Linked DNA regions of Danio rerio: region 2 is linked to region 1. A link is a contact called in public Micro-C data. All regions are on one chromosome and are shown on one strand. The core of a region is the stretch at or near the end of the contact, and the rest is flanking DNA. Distances in the headings are between cores, read along the strand shown. Region 1 overlaps dhx35 (DEAH-box helicase 35). Region 2 holds the start of mafba (MAF bZIP transcription factor Ba).

Evidence for each region. Hi-C and Micro-C count contacts between places; a contact is called where the count stands out from the background.
Region 2: a Micro-C map of caudal fin shows a contact between it and region 1, with 4 times the contacts expected there. The contact joins the promoter of mafba here to the enhancer-like site in region 1. A contact is called at or near these places in 1 of 18 Hi-C or Micro-C datasets (caudal fin) and 1 of 4 datasets of contacts at active chromatin or transcription factors (caudal fin).

The regions. Positions count from the first base shown.
Region 1 is chr23:3,271,961-3,274,935 of GRCz12tu, reverse strand. All of the region lies in intron 17 of dhx35 (DEAH-box helicase 35), which reads right to left. The region is part of intron 1 of LOC141380617 (a long non-coding RNA gene); the gene reads left to right. Among named protein-coding and RNA genes, the nearest start is that of mafba, 150 kb to the left of the region's middle. Within about 2 kb of position 1,480, at least 7 of the 62 cell types and tissues checked have an H3K27ac peak or open chromatin away from gene starts, as enhancers often do. A contact at or near this core is called in caudal fin, where this site is marked.
Region 2 is chr23:3,420,585-3,423,605 of GRCz12tu, reverse strand. It overlaps mafba (MAF bZIP transcription factor Ba), which reads left to right and starts at 1,765. Exons shown (of 1, transcript NM_131015.3): 1 at 1,765-3,021. The coding sequence starts at 2,115.

The sequences.
Region 1 (2,975 bases), core at 231-2,730:
CACACATCTCTTTGAAATCAGAATTCAAAACTCTTGAAGTACTTTCCATATTGTAAGCCTAGTGCTTCAGTAGTTTAGATGGGCGTTCTCCAACTAGTTCTTCACTTTCAAGTGAATTTAACATATGATTTACATTTTTCGTAGGCTATGTTACAAACCAAATTTCAAGAGTTTACACTTAGCTGATGATTGATAATAAAGCGTGTTTGGCAAGAGCTCAGAATATCCTCGAGCTCGGGGCTCCCACCCGTTTGAAGGTGAGAGGAGAGTTTGAGCTCAGGTAGGTCCAGAGAACTCCCCTGCTTGTGAACGTGCTGAGATGTATCTGGCTAAGAGTTGTCTTAAGATGCTATTTTGAAGTCAATTTACTTACGGTGCATGTCAAACGGTGGGAGGAAACCAGTAAACCTGGGGAAAACCCATGCAAACACTGGGAGAACATGCACAGAAACGCCAAGGAGAGGGGCAGAACCAGCGGCGTTCTTGCTGTGAGCCAACAGTGCCAACCACTGGGCCGCTGTGCCACCCTATAAGAGAAGGGGAGGAGTAGGGGTGGAAGGGGGGATTCTCAAGACGAAGATGACTAGAGTAGAAAGCTCTGGTTGTTTATAGTGTGTCAGTATTCATCTGCAATATACAGAGCTGATGCGGTACCAGCTGTGTTCAATCATAAGCGCGCAATCCTCTTGAAATTAGTTTATAAATAAACCGCACTTGTGGATTTATTAATTTTCCTTTATTCATCACAGTCCCTTTATTCATCAAGGGACGCCACAGCAAAATGAACCACCAACTTATCCAGCATAGGTTTTACACAGCGAATGCCCTTCCAGCTGCAACCCAGTACTGGGAAACATACACTATGGCCAATTTAGTGTGTTCAATTCAGCTATACGGCTTTACCCACATGTCCTTGGACTGTAGGGGAAAACAGAGCATCAACACACAACAACACAGGGAGAACATGCAAACTCCACACATGAAAGCTATCTGACCCAGCCGGGACTCAAACCAGTGACCTTCTTTCTGTGAGGTGACAGTGCTATCCTCTGAGCCACCGTGTCACCAAATTTGTGGATTAATATTATTATTCTTTGAATTGTTGATTGATTGTGCACATAATCCTGCACCAAGCAAGTCTATGCCACCGTTGTTGGTAAGGCTTCTCAAAGAAACATCAACATTTCTATAACGCCACAGTGTTTACACTTTTCAGGGAAGCTAGGATAGGATAACATTTTAACTTTGAAAGAAAAAACACCCTTCCCCTTTAACCTACTTGTGTTTATTTACTGTAAAACTGTGCGGTTAATACTTGCCAAATGTCTGCTTACACACTCAACTCCAGTTGCCCGGTTAGTTTCCATACCTTTGAAATCACACCCAAGTGTATGTATGTATATGCAAGCATTCCTTCAGGCAGCCCCTCTACAGATGTAGTATTACGGGAAAGCCTGCCGTGCTAAATGGAAAGGAAAGGAGGATGGGAGAGGAAGACTGCTCTCCGATTGATCGGCCGCTCTTCTGTTGGGGGAGGGAATCGCTCCGCTCTAAACTGAGCCGGGGAATGTGAACAGCAATATTACTCATTACACATGATATCCTAAAATGGCTAATTATTGTGACCAATTACCAGGCTAATTTACCAATTATCCATGTGAGCAATCTATTGGCTGAGAAAATCAATAGCCGCTCTCAACTGCAAAAGATAGATGGCTCATGCAGCCTTTCTCTTTCTTCCGTCTCTCTTGCCTGTTCTCTCCGGGCCATGAACCAATCAGTGAGCTAAGTGCAACTATGGCAAATAACACTTGGTGCTGTCTAATGGATCTAGAGCCAATTAAAAGGCTTGGGGAATTTAATGCGTAGTTTGCTGTCTGGAGAGAAGAGTCTGGATTTAAAGAAACAGGTCACTCAAAACAGAAAATTCCACCATTATTTACTAACCCGCATGTCATTTTGAACCCATATTGTGCTGTTTTTCAAAGGCAACACAAAAACATTTTAACAGGTCTGTTCATATGACCGTTCAAAGTAACCCTATCTGTGAAGCCGGTGCTTTGCTTTCAGTAATGCCAATGCAATCTCACGGCTATTCATAACATTTTAATGTAATAACTATCAAAAATGATTCATTTGAGAGTTCATTTGTATATTTTAGGGTGCTTTCACACTAGCACTTTTGGTCCGCACCTGGGTTCATTTGAAATCAGAGTACGACACCTGTACCCAAGTCTGCCTGAAAGAGGTGGTCTGGGGTAGGGTTCACACAAACTCTGGTCTGGTTCACTACTAGTATAAATGCAATCCTACCAAATAACGAAAGTGAACCACCAACAGTACAACAAACTTTCATTTTCATAATGTTCATTCGTGTGTCTGTGTATCACGTACTGCACCTTGCTGACAAGCTGGACTGAGCAAACACAGTGATAATGTCTGCTTGTAGACATCGCGTTATGTTCTGAACGTTTATAATATTTTTTCAGTGGCGCAGTAGGTAGTGCTGATGCTTCACAGCAAGAAGGTCGCTGGGTCACTGGTTCGACCCTCGACTCAGTTGGCGTTTCTGTGTGGAGTTTGCATGTTCTCCCCCTGCGTTCACGTGGGTTTCTTCGGGTGCTCCGGTTTCCCCCACAGTCCAAAGCCATGCAGCACAGGTAAATTGGGTAGGCTAAATTGTCCGTAGTGTATGAGTGAGTGTGTGATGTTTGCCAGAGATGGGTTGCAGCTGGAAGGGCATGCGCTGCGTAAAAAGTTGCTGGATAAGTTGGCGGTTCATTCCGCTGTGGCGACCCCGGATTAATAAAGAGACTAAGCCGACAAGAAAATGAATGAATGAATGAATTCCATGTTTTTTTTTGTCTGAAACGCAGGTCTGAAATTTCCATGTATCTATTTTTCAAATTGCTTGACTAATGCTGGGTCACAAGGATGCTGTATCTTTTTCCCAAGTAAGGCTACCCAGACTGATT
Region 2 (3,021 bases), core at 516-3,015, 150 kb before region 1:
GGTGTACCGACAGACCGAACATGTTTCCGCGACTGATTTACGATCTCTGGAGTGACGCGGAGTCATCTGACTTCAGGGCTCTAATGCATTATTAAACGCATTGGCATTGTAGTTGACGTGGAGATGCGATGCAGAGTCGTATTTGATTGTGATATGGGTGAGTAAAATTCGCAATGACGGAAAATATATAGCTTTTATGGTAGTTAAAATGAATGCAGTTAATAGCAGTCGTATTAAAGTTTAATTTTTTTGAGTATCGCTTGAATGGCCTGAAGTTTTATTTACTTAAACAGCAAGACGTATTGAGTCGCTTTTGTTGTCAGGAGAATTTCTGTAGCTGATTCTTAAGGTTAACTCTTGATGTCTCATCAAAAAGGCGATATAATAATTACATATTATAAAAAAGAGATCATAAAAATTAATCTTGCGTTTAGAGACGGTGATACTTTGGAGTGAAAGAATTGCTGTATTTAATCAGGTACAATAAAAGTAAGGTAAATAAAAAAGAAATAAGTGGACTTTGAAAAATGAATAAGAGCATTATACTGCGGTAATATTAATTACATTTTGTTAATTAAAATAGCTTATATCTTGTTTGAATTAATAAATCCTACTTGATATTGTGTGATATTAGTGACTTGAGCAAAACAAATATTCAAATGGCTTAAAACGCAAAGCTGCAATCAGCCCCGCTTTGACAAATGCAGAAGAAGAAAAAAAAAACACTCGTTAACTTAACGCATCGTGCATCGTTTACGCAACTCTAAAGTTAAAGGCTCTAGTATTTATTTACAGGTAAACTCACTTATTTTACATTCATATCGCCCTACATAACAGTAGAGCAGCAGCTGCGCTGGAGATGAGCGCTCAGGTGAGCGCGCAGTGAGCAGATGTGCCACATGAGGGCAGCGTTGGGCGAGTTTTCGTGAATCAAGCGTCACCAGGAGCGCAATACCAGTCCCTAAACTTAACCCGTCCTACTGAAAATCCAAAAGTCAATAAACATCACAACAACACATCAAAATCACGAGTAACGCGCGTTCTCATCCATGTAAAACGTGGTTATTATTAATGCATATTTATGCGTTCTTAACAATCATGACTTTGAATTTCTCCCTGATCTTTCATTATTTATTTTTTATGTCTACGCTAACAAAATCTTTTGATATGGTATTAACTTACATATTTATTTCGTTGAGCAGTTTTGTCAATGGATAAAGATTTACAGAGATTTAAAAGACATGTTTTGAAGTAGGCTATCGCGCATATGAGGGTTGATGTAACAACCTGCTGCTGCATGTAACAGACCGATATCTATTTATATTAAAACTCATACGTCATATAGAGGGTTTGTATTCATTTTAAAGCTCTACTAAAGTTATGCTTTGGAGTCTTAAACCTATATGTTTTGTTTTACAACTCACACAAAGGGAACAGATTTTAATGCAAGCGTATAAATGGAACAAAACTTTTTCTCTCTCTCTCTCTAAAAGAAACGTCTTGATTAAAATGTGCCCAATTAATGTACGCGTTTGACTTTTTCAACAGTACAGACAAACGGCTCCTCGTTAGGCGCGCACATCCAATCAGTCAATACACGAAATACCACTCTCGCTTTCTTCATCCCGTCAGCTGACAGCACACAAACAACCATCATTATGCTAATTCTACAAATCTGACTGGTCGCCAGCCCCTTCTGACGTCACGCGCGCGCAGGCTATAACAGCGGAGAGCGGTCTGGCGTCCTGCTACAGTCTGAATACTCAGGAGTGAGTGCGAGCTCAAATTCTCTGCGGTGCAGAGCTGGAAAAACACAGCACCCTTCCACCCCAACGCTGCTTCACTGGCTTAAGGACATATTTTGGAGTATCCGGGATCGGGACGGGAGCCCTCCTCCGGTACTCATTTTTATCTTTTATTTATGTTTTGAGTTGAAGTGCTGCGACGGGACATTGAGCGCGCGAGAGACTTGACTTTCTCCAGCGCCGCGAGTAGACTCCAAAGACTGCAGCTGTCGAGCTCTGCGCGTCCATATGAGGCAGATGTCTTTCGCGGTGCATTAGTCCTGAAAGTTTTTGGCTTTCTGTTGTTCGAGCACAATCGAGTGACACTGTATGCTCCAGCGCTCGAGCGCGCCGCGGTCGGAGACCCATCAAGAACATTGCATGCGCAAAGAGAGGGGAGAAAAAACGCCAAAGTCTGGTTTTCCCAACACTTTGCTAAAGAACAGGGGCACGATGAGCGCCGATCTCGCCATGGGGCCCGAGCTGCCCACCAGCCCGCTGGCGTTGGAATATGTCAATGACTTTGATTTAATGAAATTCGAGGTAAAGAAAGAGGCCATGGCGGCGCACGACCGCGCCAATATACGGCAGTGCAACCGCCTCCAGCCGCAGGGCTCCGTGTCCTCCACTCCTATCAGCACCCCGTGCAGCTCCGTGCCGTCCTCCCCGAGCTTCAGCCCCACAGAACAGAAGAACCACCTGGAGGAGCTGTACTGGATGCCCAGCGGCGCGTACCCGCAGCAGATCGACCCGCAGACGTTAAGCCTCACGCCCGAAGACGCGGTGGAGGCTCTGATCGGTGCCACGGCCCACGGGCACCCGCCGCCCCCTCACGTGCAGCAGCAGCTGCAAGCTGGAGCGTTTGATGGATACAGGGGCGCGCATCACCACCACGGCCACGCGCAGCAACAGCAGCAACAGCAGCCGCAGCACCATCACCATCAACACCAGTACGGCGCGATCCCCCATCACCCCGACGACCTGTCGGGTCACCCCGGCGCTCACGGCCACCACCCCCACCATCACCACCACCACCACCACAGCCAGGATCCCGACAGCCCTTCTCCTACCTCGCCCGAGCAGCTCCACCACCGCCACCACCACCATCACCACCCGCACGGCCACCCGGGTCAGCAGGGTCACCACGGCGTGGGGGGCGGCCTGAACGTGGAGGACCGCTTCTCCGACGACCAGCTTGTGACCATGTCCGTACGGGAGCTCAACCGACACCTGCGGG